3 separate regions of the Mus musculus genome follow, and regions 1 and 2 are each linked to region 3. Evidence: chromatin contacts called from public Hi-C data. All regions are on one chromosome and are shown on one strand. The core of a region is the stretch at or near the end of the contact, and the rest is flanking DNA. Distances in the headings are between cores, read along the strand shown.

Region 1 (4,162 bases), core at 321-2,820, 150 kb before region 3:
ACCAGCACAGCCTAGGCCCTGAGTCAGGGAAAAGTGCTGCCTTCTGTTTGGTGTGAGCCTTCTGTGTCCCTCCTAGTGTGGTAGTCTAGAGCCCTTTCATGGAACTCCTAAGGCATTGGCAAACAAGTACACAGGTCTCCCAACAGGAATGAGAAACAGGGGTTAAGCTGGAGGTGAAACTCAGGAGATAGGAGAGGAACGGGGGGGGGGGGGGGGGCGGGAGGAGGAAGGGGAGGAGTTATAGGAAGGGGGCCTGTATGGGTTCAGCTCCTACAGGGAGCTGCTTCACAGGAGGTGGCCTGAGACCATGCCTGCCAGGCAGCAGAATCAGGAAGAAAGGAAGGGTTCTGCAGTAATATCACAACACTGGACACAGAGGATGCTCTGTGGGAGCTCTGGAGACAGAAGGAGCGAGAGTGCAGCCTACACGCCCTCTCACTCACCTGTCATGGGAAATGGTTACCCTAAACTTTGTAAGCAAATGTTTTTTGCAAGCACAATGCCCAGGGAAGGGCTTAGCGAGAAATGCCAACCAAATCCGGTTCCCACTGCTGGTGTGGAGCGCCCCTCCATGAAGGATCTGGGTGGGTAGTCATGTTGTCCACTACAGCAAGGCTGTCCCTGGGGTGGTGACCCAGGCCAGCTCCTCTGTCACACCGGGTCCCTGCATCCGTCCTGCTTTACTTGAGCAGGTGCCAGGCGCTGGTGCAGCAGGCCAGTATCGACTGCTTGCAAGGGAGACATCAATAAAGCTTTGCAATGTTAGGGCCAGGCTCTGCCCCCTGCAGACGGTTGGAGCTGCAGAGTGGTACTCTATTCATGATGCTTTGATTTCTCAGGCTCTGGGGACCCTGACTTTGAAAGATTGAGGTGTGACGTTGGCACTCTATGCTACACAAGCATGGCTCCCTTTCAGAGCAGGTTTTAGCCACCAGAGTCCACACCCAGTCAGTCCTTTAAAATCAAATACATAATCTGACGGTGTGGGAGGGAGACCTTAGGAAAAGAAGAGCCAAGACCTCCCACTGCTGACAGGGAAGCACAGGCTGTGCAGTGCACTTCACAATGTACCCTGGGCTGGGTGAGACATCCGCTGTACCTGGACAGTGCTTGTCCAGTACTGGACACGTGTTGTACCTGGTCCCAGCTTGGATAGCAGACTCCTTACAAGGCTTCCTCCTGTCCATCAGCTATCTAGCTAGTGTGGGTGGTGCTTGGGCTGTTGGACCTTTAAGCTGTACCTCAGTGCTTTCCACCACACCGAGTTGGCACAGGGGCATAGTTCAGCCTGGCTCCTTTTCAGACTAAGCAGGAGAGCCTGCAGCTCATCCAAGCCACTCTGGGGTGTTACTGAGAGATGGGGTTGCCTTGTTTGCCGCTGTCCTCATGTTGGTCCTGATCAGGGTTGTGCTGTGCAGAACTGTGTGGCATTCAGTGATGCCGAGGCTCTCGGGTGCAAGAGGGTGGTACCCAGAAGGTTCCCATCTCCATGGTGACAGGGCTCCTGGAGGTGAGGCTGTAGCCCTCTTTCTAGCTCCCCGTGTTTACCTTGGCAGGCTCTGCAGCCCAGAGCTTCTGCTCCCTTTACAGAGAGTCCAAGGAGTTCTAACTCAGCTCTGAGTCGTAAGCGGAGCATAGGGTAGAACTGTTTAATCCGCGTTGTCAGGGGTGGGGAAGATCTGTTCCTTTAGCTTTATTTCTGCAGAAGGTGTTGTCAAATGTGCCGCTGGTTCATACATGGGAAATATATTCTGCTCAGACATTTTTCACCTGCTGCCGAGGAGCTGGCTTCGGCGGGTACCCATTGTCTGCTCGCTTGCTATAATCCATTTATCTGGCGTGCGTGTGGGAGCACCGGGGCCGCGCTAGAGCACCGCTGGAATTAAGTATGAATTAAATGTACCATTAAAATAAAGTGTTATCACGAGCATTTAATGAGTTTTATTCTTTAACGGTTCCGTTTTGCGGTTCTTGCTGCCCAGACAGCTCTCTCCTTCATTTGCTCCCAGTAGATCTCCACGCAGAGTCTGTCCTCTTACCTTCCAAGCGGACGTCATTCTTCCTGCTTCCTGGGAGCAACGGTGGCCTTGAACCTCTGCTGGAACCATGAGTTTGTTCGTATCAGGATGAGAGAGTAACAGGAGCCAGTGTGATTGCTTTGAAAGGGGTTAAAAGGACCCAGGGGCTAAAAATTCCTTCAGAGATAAGATGCGTGCACACATGTGCAAAGAAGGAATAAGTGCGCTCAGGGAAGAGGGGTGTGGTCAAGGTCCTCCACAGAAAACACAAGACAAGCCTCCGCGGGTCCCCAATCTTCAGTGTATTAAATCCTGTTGGTCTTACTTTATGCTTTATTCTCCTGTTCCCTACTGTCTGTTTTGCTCTGGGTTCCATCTCAGAGGTGCCGGTGTGCTGTGGAGCTCCCGTGGCTATGCTGGTGTTTGAATTTCTGGTAACGGGGAAACAGATTGGTGACGTCCAGATCTCGAGCTGAGTGACTTGGAGAAAGGGTACTGTTTGCAGAGAGCCCCTAGGGAGGTGAGAACAGGGACAGGAAAGGGTGACTGAGTCTTGCTTGGGCATGCTGTACACATGGGTTTTTAGGGAAAGCCCAGGAGAGCCTGGGTCTGGAGTATGAGCTGGGGGTGGGGTGGAGAAGAGGTAGCCTGAAATGACTTTTCATTCCATTGGTGCCAGGCTCAGGTGAGGTGAGACGTGGCCATGCCTCCATCTCTGTGTATAGAGTCAGTATCTTATGGAAAAGTCTGGCAAATGCTAGCCTGCCCCTGGATACTGCAGTTACTACTATCCTGGGCTTCTCTGGTCACAACATGTCTGCTCTTGTGGGAATGCTCTGGGTCTTCTGCATATGCACCTAAAATGTCAGCCAAGGGTTGGTTCCTTCTGCATATGCCAACCTCAGAAAGGCTTTTCATCCCTCTAGAGCCTCCTGGTGGGAGACTGAGTGACATTTCTTGTGTTACCTACCATCAAGTGGATGTTCCTCCCCACTCAGTCTCCCCAGCTTCCTAGCCCTGGAGACCCTGTCTGCAACATGTGACTCTGTGCCTGGCACAGGCACTCTAGCTTCAGAGGTAACTCTAATGCCCACCTCATGTCCATCCTTAGTGGATCCTAGCAGGGGACAAGGCATGTCCATCTTTGGGGGATGTTCATCAGTCATCTAATAGTCTGGAAATCACTTCCTGGGTCACAGCTGTGCTAGAGATTCCATTTTCTATTCAGGGCATGAGTGATACCCCCATCTCCCGTCACTTCCGGGAGCCACAGAGCTGTGCTACCTGAAACCTGGAAGGTGACCTGCTGAGAATGTTTCAGTCATAGGGTGTGGTGGCCAGTGGGCCCATTCTCATGCGCCAGGTATTTCAAGCCATTCCAAGAGGCCTCTGGACATCACCACAAGCAGATGATAAAAGGCTCCTCAGCCGGTTGTGCACAGCATCTGAGCCAGCAGGCAGCATCTCCAAGCCAGCTTCAGGGCCAGCACAGGTGGCTGCTCACACCCGGCCTCCTTATACCTGGCCTCCTGGCTGCCATCTCTCTCCATGCCTGGGAGCCCAGGGCCCTGGTTGGCTCCTGGGGCCATTGCTCTAGGTCTTGCATGGAGCTAATCAGACCATGGGCAGGGATCCCAGCAAAGCCCTACCTGGCCTCTCTTCAACTGATGCTGAGCAGACAGTGCTGACTTCAGATAGCAGGAGGTTCATTTTCCAGACTGTAGGAAAATATCCAAGAGCGAGAGAAAGCTTTCTGAGTGCCCAACATGGGCAATGAACCTCAGTCCTGAAGAAGATGGAGCCTGTCCTCTGGCGGGGGCCCTTGTTTCCCGCTGTTCTTTGCTTGGATGGCTGAGGACACACAGAGGAGGCGGGGACATCCATCCAAAGCCGCTGGCTTATTTACAGGGAGCTTCAGAGCAGCTCAGGGAGGGCCGACGCCACTTGCATATTAAAACGGAGATGGCAATTAACTACCAAAATAAGACATTTTTATAACGCTTTTATTGAAGTTTTAATGAACAAATAAAGAAACAGGGAAATCTGCATACGCCTTGCGAGCCATATAAAAATGACTAAATCAAGATGAAATGCAGGAACCAGCAACACCTCAACTTCCATGTTCTTCCAAATTACTAAGTGCA
Region 2 (4,573 bases), core at 1,228-3,727, 140 kb after region 3:
CCAGACAGGCACTGTATGTAGATCACTTGACATTAGTGGAAGACAAATTTTCAGTGACTACAACTGGACAAAATAACAGTCCCTAGGAGCCACCACTGGTCCAATATCCCTGGGACCTTCAAGGCCAGGGCCCAGGCTGCTCCCAAGTCCTTTCTCTCCAGAGAAGGTGGTGGTCAGTTAGAGGCTGCATCCTCCAGTGGACATTAACCTGCCCTTCTGGCTTCAGATTGTGACCTCAACCTCACCTAAACCCTAGAGCCTCAGCCACCCTCAGCCCTAGTAACTGTGACCCACCAAAGGGCCTGACCCCCTGTGAGTAAGAAACAGTGAGTGAGGGTGTCCCAAGTGAACCCATAGTTTCTACGAAATTCTTTTCATCTTTGTTTTGATGGATGAAGTTCAATGCCAGAATACTTGGTTTATGAGTCATGCTAATTATGAAGAGGGGGGGGGGTGGAGGGCCGGGCACCGGGAAGAATAACAGAAAGGAGTGTGTTCAGAAAAAAATTAATGCTGTGCTGGTTGCTCTGAATAGGGAGGTTACAGCCAGGAATGAGCAGTCACTGCCTTCACCCTCCAGGACAGGACAGCCGGTAGGGCCTGCCTCCTCCCAGGGGGAGGGGCTCCTGGCTATCCATGAACCTCAGAACATCTATTTTGAGTTCTCCGCAGTGGGGGGCAAGCAGGGAGTGTGAGTTTCTAGGAAATAAGATGGGACAGTTCAAAAGCTTGGTGTCTCCTGCCTGGGCAGAGAATCCAAGTTGAGCCCCGGGGAGGGAAGACACTATTTAGCTGGGATGCTTCCTGGTAGGCTGCAGGGCCTGGGCCAGGTAGGTCCTTAGGCAGAGCTGTGAGACACAGGGGGCACCGAGGTTCCCTTGTTCTCAGCCCTCTGGTTCCCTCTGCAGGTTTCCCTCCTCTCCAGTGAGCACTGGAGGGGCCTGGTAGAGAATACACAACTCCTCTCACACTCCTGTGCAGGCAGCACACAGTTGTTGCACTATAAAAAGCAGAGTCGGCAGTTTCTAAGGACGTCACTCACTCCCAGGGGGATCCCAATGACATTTCTCAGTTTTTCCTTTTTTTTTTTTTTTCATTGTTGTTTTCCTTTTCATTTGGTTACTTTGAAACTGCATCTCACTCTATTTTCCTTTGGTTACTTTGAAACTGCATCTCACTCTATTTTCCTTTGGTTACTTTGAAACTGCATCTCACTCATGGTCTCTGTCAGACCATGCTGTCTGGCTCAGGATGGCTCAGGCTAGGCTCAGGCTAGCCGCAGCCTTTCTGCCTCACAGTCTTGAGCCAACATATTCCGTGAAAATTAAAGTTGGTATTTGGTTGTGGCTGTTTCCAGTACTGGAGAAGCAACCCCTGACCTTTCACACGCTAGGCACTACACACCCTGCGTCTGATCCACATGCCGAACCCTGTTGTCAAAGCTGAAGAATCATGTTCTGTGGTCTCCATTCCAAGAAACAGGTCACAGGAACAGAAGGAGTCGGAGAGGCAGCTCCCTCTCACCCTTCCCAGAGACAAGGGTGGAGCCAGGAGTAGCTGGATGGGAGGAGGCTCTCCAGGGCAGGGAGCAGCCTGGGTGGGTGCATGAATAGATGGGGTGGGACTCAGGTTAACCTGTAAGTTACATCTTCACCCACAGAGATGCCCAGACTTGTGAGTCTAGGTGGACACAGGCTGAACAAAGGTCCTGGGGCATCTTAGAGTCTGCAGCCAGCCCTAGCTCAGGGCTACTCTTAGCACCATAGGCAGCTTTTTTCCTTCCCAGGAAGGTCCAAGGAGAAGGGATATTTGTTTTTTCCTGCCCAAACTGGATGTCCTCCAGGAACAGCGAGGCTGTTAGAAGAAGGGGCCAGAGTCCACACTTCCTGTTCAGTGTTGGGGTTCCAGCTGACCACTGACAGATGGGACAGACCTGATCCTAGCTGTCCCAGGTGATACGGACAGGCATGGGGTGGCACAAGCTGGGAACAGAGCTGCTCTTTCTCCTTCCACACCCTCTAAAGAGCATCCGGGTAAAAGAGAGACACCCCACAAAACAGTGGAAGAATGCATAGTTGGTCCTGTCAGCATCCTACCCGCTAAAGAGCCCGCCCCCTGCACGCTCCAGGGAGCCCCAACAAGCTGCCTCTCTGCACAGCCAATCTGTGCAGGGGGAATTAGCAAGAATAACTCAATGCTGTCCCCAAAACTTCTGCCCTGCTCTGTCTGCCCCTTTGCTGTAAGTCCACATCACATCTCACTCCAGAGAAAGCGTCTACTCAGTCACGCCTGGGCACCCAGATGAAGCCACGAAGACGGAGCTCAGAGGCATGGGAGTCCTTCCCGGTCTGTCCAAGCCACCTACCTCCTTCCAGCTGAGCCGGCTGTGCAATGAAATCCTCCAGCCTCTCAGGGCTCTCGGGGAGGCGTCTCTTAGAGCATCTCCCAGGGGCTGAGCCTTCTAGGCTAGGTCAGGAGGGGAAGCACAGACGTGTCAAAGCAGAGAGAGAGAGAGGGAGGGAGGGAGAGAGAGAGAGAGAGAGAGAGAGAGAGAGAGAGAGAGAGAGAGAGAGAGAGAGAGAGAGAGAGAGAGAGAGCCCGAGGGAGAAAAAAGTCCCCCAGGGGGAAACACTTAAGGAGGAGGAAAGGGGGAGGTGCAAGGCACAGCAGTCCCAACACCTTTATCTCCTCAGCTGCCTCCAAGGTCTCTTTGGCCAGAAACGGAAACGTGGTTTCTCTCAGAAGTAGAGGAAGAGAGGAAGAAAGAGGGACCAATACAAAGCGCCAACCCCAGCCAGATGTGAGTTGTGGAGGAGCCTAGACCGCTCCTAGTGCTTTCTATCCAAACAGCAGCCGCCAAGAATTAACTGTGTGTGTGCCCGGCTGGCTGGCTGGCTGACTGGCTGTCCCTACTTCTGGACGCCCCAGGGAGCTGGCACAGGCTAGAAGGGGATGGAGGTGGACGCTTCTGTTTATCTAGAGGTCTTTCCAGATGTGAAGGTGGCTGTGAGCCCAGGACGAGGATATTCCATGCAGGACAGAGACCTGCAAAAAGGCAGAGAATCTCAATTGGTGGTAGGAGCATTGATTTAGGTGTGTGAGTCCCAGCAGTGGTCCCATCTGAGACCCTTGCCATCAGGGCTACTTGTACTCCAGGGACCGAGGGTAAATTTGGTATCCATGATTCCTTTGTAGCAAAATGGCAGGTTGTGTGTTCATGCAAGTATGTATTGGAAGGGGATCACTCAGTTGCTAAGAGTCTAGAGAACCCTATGAGGCAAAGGTGGGCAGGCAGCATCTGGAGGGTCCAGGTCCTCCAGTGAAGCCCTGGAGTGTGGTGCTGGGCCAGCACTCTGCTCTGGACATTCCTTAATCTTACACACATGCCCTCGTGAGTCTCCTCCTGTGGGGATCATGTCCCAGGCTTCTACAGATCAGTCCCTCCTAGCCTCCATCCCCAAACACTGAGTCAGAAAGCTTGCTCTGGGATCTTATTACAACTCTAAAAGAGAGAGGATCTGAACTGAGATATGAAACTACCCTGGTGACATCAGACTCTGAGAGCGCCTTCTCCCTCCCCCTCCCTCTCCCCCTCTCTCCCCCCTTCTCCCCCTCTTCCTCTCCCCTTTCTTTTCTCCTCCCTCTCCCCCTTTCTCCCTCCTCCCTCTTTCTCTCCCCCCATCTCCCCCCCTTCTCCCTTCCCCTTCTCTCCCTCTCTCCATTTTTCTCCCTTTACCCCTTCCTCTCTCCTCTTTTTCTCCCTCCCTCTTTCCTTCCCCTCTCTGCCTCCCCTCCCCACCCTTCCTCCCCCTCCCACCCCTCCTTTCCTCCCTCCTCTCTCTAGGCAGGAGATGCTGGTTTGGGATAGCCCAGGCAAAACAAACAGGCTGCACTTTTCTACTCTTTGCTGTGCCAGCATAAAGAAGGGCCAACAGAATCGAAAGGGGAAGAGAAGGGGTGCAAGCCAGTGCCCCCATCATCTCCTCCCAAGGCTGGGCATAGAAAGGCAGACGTCAAATCCCAGAATGGCCCAGGATGGAAGGAGAAGAGGGAGGATTTGACGTCAGGCAGAAGTCTGTGAATTCCCACAGGCTTCTCCAGAAATTCCAAATCCAAGTGCCAACTCATGAGAAGGAAAGACATTGCTGGCCCTCTGGTACCCGGCGGAGCACTTAAGGACGCCTTCAAGAATACATAGATGTGTTCCACCAGAGATGTGGCCAGCCCCAACCTAGCAGCCCTGAGGAGAGTTCCTGTTGCTTGGCAAATATCTAAGACTGAGCAAATTGCATCCTTGGTTATCTATATAGGAAAAGGCAAAGACAAGATTCCCCTCATTCCTGTAAGTGACATGCCGCTTCCCACCCAGCACATGGACCCAGCCTGTCCCTTGTCTCTCTGTCCCCAACATCTTTCACAGTAGAGATGCCAGGGAGAGCAGGCAGCAGAAGCAAGAGGGACCCTTAACCCCACACCCCCTGTCCAGGGCTGCTGCAGGGTCAACAAAGAGTCTTGGAAATCTTGTGAGGAGAGAATGCAGCATTGCTTTTTATCATGGTCCCACCCAGAAGAC
Region 3 (4,086 bases), core at 507-3,006:
GAAACAGGAGGGGGACTGGTATATCGTCCTGAAATAGCCAAACCCACTCTAGGCACTGCATCAGCAGCGGGGCAGCCTCCAAGGTCTCAGCTCACAGAAGTGGCTGTAAGCATCATGCCCTAGAGGTGCCAGTCCTTGGTGCTGAGGCTATCCTGCCACTATCCAGGCCTGGGAGATCAAAACAGTGACCTATCCCTTGACGAAGACAAAAGTGGCCTGAGAACGTCCATAACCCACATTCCGCCTAAGCTACCCCAAAAGCATTCCAGAGAAATGCAAGAGAAAGGGGAGGTGAATGTAAGCCACCAGCTGCCTGTCTCTGGTCTCTCTGCTGCCTGGCTACTCTCCTCCCAGTCTTCCTTCTCAGGGGAAGGTCAATTGCAGGGTGTGTAGCAGTGAGTGTGGGGGTCAGGGATGCCTGACAAGAGGCCATCCAAGTTGTGCAATGTCACTTCCCAGGCAGTGCCTGGAGGGAGACCACACTCAGCCATGCATCTTCTGACACCGGTCCTCCATGTGCTACACAGTAGGGGCGATAATCAACCGACCTGACCTCTAAGTCTGAAAGGGGGGGGGGGGAAGCCCAGGGACAACAAACAACTTCAGTGAGCTCACACAACATTTTAGAGGACCCCATGTAAACTAGCAAGCCAGTCATCTTCCAAGGGCAGAGCCTGGGTAAAGCTGTTGAGTTCCACAGCAGCCGAGTTCCACAGCCGCTGTACGTGGTACCTGGCGGTGCCCCTTCTTGGACGTGGTATATGTCAGTAGGCTGCGAGGCTGTGCACGTGCCCCCTGGGGCTGCCTCTCACAGTGGCAGTGGGAGACAGTTCACTCGGAGCTGGGCTCACCTGTGGCTTGTCTTGGTAAAACTGAATGTGAGGGGCGCAGGCCCGGATGTGTGTGGCTGTAAAGCTGCGGGTGTATGCGGGCAGGCTGCAGTGGTGCTATGAGGGGCAAACCAAGGCCTCTGTCCAGCACTGCCTGAAGCCAAAAAGTGGGTGCTGTGATCTCTGAGGCCTGGAGTGTGCACACCAAATTCAGCACATTTGACGATGGGGCAGGAAGGGTACCCGATGGCCACTGTTCCTCGTTGCCCACCCCCATATTAAGTATCCACAGGATTCTAAGCCTGCGGCAGGCTGTTGAGGTGTCTCATGGGGCCTAGAGGCCAACAGAGGGGCAAGAGAGACTCTCGGAGGGCTCTGGCTGGGCTTCTGGGCACTGAGCAGCTGGAAAAGCCTTCCCAGCACGGAAGCCTCTGCGTAGATGCCCTCATTACATCACCGACTTCCCCGCCGCGGAGCCGGCCTCCCTCAGGAGAGGCGCTTCTCTGAAGCAGGCAGAACGAGCGCCTTCCGGTCGGTGGGCCGCAGAGACTGTCCTCTCCACCGCAGCCTAGACCATCGGGGGCCAACGGAGGTCCCAGACCCTACCGCCGCCGGGAGCAGAGGCTGCGCGCCGGCAGAGGAGGGGAGCGCAGGGCCCGCGGGAGGGGTTCTAGGGCTAGCGGCCCGGCGCAGGACGGCGGGCGAGGGGTTAAGTGCGGGACCGGCAGTGGTGCCGTAGGCCGGGTTCTCTCCCCCAAGCGCGGGGCTCCGTTTGATGTTGGAGTACGCCAGGGACTCCCCCTCCCACCGCTACACACGCGCGCACACGCGCACACTCACACACGCACACGCACCACTCTTTGCAGACAGGGCTCCGGTGGCTCCAAAGTGACTGGCTCCCCTCTCCCCGCATCCATCCTCTCGCGCAGCGCATCCATCCTCTTTCCATCTTCTCGCGCGCGCTCTCAAGCCTCCCCGCCCCGGACAGGGGCAGCCCCTGGCAGAGGCGCGCCGCTCCCCTTTCCATGCCTCCCTCCTAACGAGCGCCAAGCGGGGGAGGGGAGGCCCGGAGGAGGAGAGACCGGGAGGGCGCCCGGGAGGCAGGGCGCGCGCACACACCGAGGGACGCAGCGAGCGCAGAGCCGCCTCGGCCGCCGGGCGCCCCCCTGACGCCCCATGCTGTGCTCCATGGCGAACTCGGGCTGCCTCCTGCTGTCCAACTCCGGCAGCATGCTCCCGCACTCCGTGCCATGCCCGCCCGCTTTCCTCTACCTCCAACAGGTAAGCGCCCCCGGCCCGAGCGCCCCCCGGTCCCGCGCACGTGCGCCCCGCGCCGCCGCCCACGCCCCGCACTTGGCCGCCTCCGCGCCGCCGCTGGTGGCCCCGCGACTCTCCTCGCGTCATGGCGCCCGGGCTGGGGTTGGGGGAACTGCGCCCCTGAGTGGCAGAGGAGCGTGGGGGCGCCTGGGGCGCGAGCGGTACCGGGTCGGGGGGCTGACTGTAGTTTGGGGCTTCGCTCGCAACTTTTTCAAAGGCGCGGGAGGGGGCGGCGGGCGGAGTCTCGGGGGAAGCCCAAAGGTAGGATGCAGGGGTTCTGGACACCCGGTTACTTTGGGGAACTTCGTGCCGAGACGCGGAGGACTCGGAGACGGGTAGCCAGGCTCCTTTCTCGGCCGAGTCGCGCAAGCCCAGGGGCCGCGGGGAGGTGGCGGCTGGGGAGCACGGCTGTGCTGCAGCGCGGACCGCGCACCGGGCCTCTGGGGAGGCAGGCCACCTGCCTGTGGGACAGAGAAGCTAGGCCTTGAAGCTCAGACTCAGGAGGGGGCTTGTGCTGGACTTTTTCAGTCTACTGGGCAGGAATCTCAGGCTGGCAGGCTTTTAGGGACAGTAAACCATGCGGTTAGGAGCCCCTACATCCCCAGGATGCCCCCTAGGGAGGTGCGCGCAGAGTCTCAGCTTCCGCCTGCCAGCTGGCCAGAGGCGCAGGGGGCGGGGTCCTGCGATCCCACCCAATGCGGAATCCGTGCGGGATGGGGGGGTGGGGGCGCCAGGCCTGCACTAGGGAGAGAAAGGGGATTCCCTGGGCTCCCTCAGGCCCTCCAGGTTAAGATTCTGGGTGCCAGCTTGGCCACAGCTGTCCTGAGGCTGCAGTACTCTGGCCTCACCCACCAGGGCTGCCCACACCTCTGGCCTGTCTCCCCATGCTCTTGGGGCTACCCTGTTGTGAATTCACACCTCAGCCCTCTGGTATACCCACATAAATGGGTAGCTTCTAGGGGGAGGCCTGAGATCCTAAGAACTTCCGGCTGTCTGTCTCTGTTCCTTTGCTCAGCCCAGTTAGAGGGTTCCCATAGGACCCCCTTCTGAAGTGGGCTAGTGTGAAGGAGAGAGGCTGAGGGACAGGGTGCCCACACAAGAAGCTGGTTAGGGTCAGAGTCAGGATCAGACTATGAAGAAACAGCAGCTGGGTGCACAGCTGACTGGAAATGAAGAGGTTTATTTCTTGGCCTCCATTGGAGGTTTTGTGGAGACTCAGGCTAGTCATTTTGGGTAGGAGGAGCGCTTATCTGTCATGCCCCTCCATTAACTCTCCAGGGAATCTCAGGAGGTTGTGTAAGAGAAAACATGAATATGGTAAAGATAGACCCCCCAGAACCTGACCCAGGGCTATCAACCCTGGGCTGCTGAGCATCTGGGCCACCCATGCACCAGGGTCCCTTGTCTGCGCTAAGGATTACCAAACATCTTGGCCGCTGCAGAGGGAGAGACAGGAGCCTGCACAGTGATTAGGAACAGAAGGTGGCCTATTGCCAGAGCCTTGGGCTCTGGGTCTCACCTTCCTAGGACCACCTGTGACATTTGAGGCTTCCTGGATTGTAACACAAGAGCCTCTGAGAGCCTCAGACCCACCGGCCAGTTCACCACGTCATCCCCAGAGTCAGAGCTCAGTGAGGGTCCTCAATGGGCAGCTTTCTAAGCCTTCTGAATTCCCAGCAACACCCGGGTCATTTGGAGACTCTGTAATGTGGCCAGATAACGTGTGTGTGCTTCTGTCGGTCGGATGAGACCACTTGAAGGTGCAAGGATTGCCCCTCCTCCTCGCACCCAGCTGCCGTGGGCAGGAACAACCTGGACACCCCTGGCATCAGAACCCCAGGATAGGGGAAGAGGATCCGTGTGAAGGGTTTGAAGTAAAGGTCCATGGCTTGCTTAGTGGTTGTGCTGTCTTGGGCAAGAGGCCTCGCGGAACTCACCT

What was found. A called contact is a pair of places that touch in the nucleus more often than the background predicts.
Region 1: a Hi-C map of cortical neurons shows a contact between it and region 3, with 2.7 times the contacts expected there. The contact joins two enhancer-like sites. A contact is called at or near these places in 5 of 484 Hi-C or Micro-C datasets (brain, cerebellum, cortical neurons and 2 more), 7 of 115 datasets of contacts at active chromatin or transcription factors (embryonic basal ganglia, embryonic forebrain, embryonic hindbrain and 4 more) and 1 of 9 other capture datasets (pancreatic islet).
Region 2: a Hi-C map of cortical neurons shows a contact between it and region 3, with 3 times the contacts expected there. The contact joins the promoter of C1qtnf1 here to the enhancer-like site in region 3. A contact is called at or near these places in 6 of 484 Hi-C or Micro-C datasets (cortical neurons and embryonic stem cells), 1 of 115 datasets of contacts at active chromatin or transcription factors (embryonic hindbrain) and 2 of 9 other capture datasets (adipose tissue and pancreatic islet).

Annotation. Positions count from the first base shown.
Region 1 is chr11:118,712,434-118,716,595 of GRCm38.p6, reverse strand. All of the region lies in intron 2 of Rbfox3 (RNA binding protein, fox-1 homolog (C. elegans) 3), which reads left to right. Among named protein-coding and RNA genes, the nearest start is that of Gm11750, 71 kb to the left of the region's middle. Within about 2 kb of position 1,570, at least 4 of the 459 cell types and tissues checked have an H3K27ac peak or open chromatin away from gene starts, as enhancers often do. A contact at or near this core is called in cortical neurons, where this site is marked.
Region 2 is chr11:118,426,361-118,430,933 of GRCm38.p6, reverse strand. C1qtnf1 (C1q and tumor necrosis factor related protein 1) reads right to left here and starts at 2,477. Exons shown (of 4, transcript NM_001204129.1): 1 at 2,366-2,477. Gm35598 (a long non-coding RNA gene) reads left to right here and starts at 2,573. Exons shown (of 3, transcript XR_880340.2): 1 at 2,573-2,800.
Region 3 is chr11:118,567,576-118,571,661 of GRCm38.p6, reverse strand. The region is part of intron 4 of Rbfox3 (RNA binding protein, fox-1 homolog (C. elegans) 3); the gene reads left to right. Among named protein-coding and RNA genes, the nearest start is that of Engase, 93 kb to the right of the region's middle. Within about 2 kb of position 1,756, at least 37 of the 459 cell types and tissues checked have an H3K27ac peak or open chromatin away from gene starts, as enhancers often do. A contact at or near this core is called in cortical neurons, where this site is marked.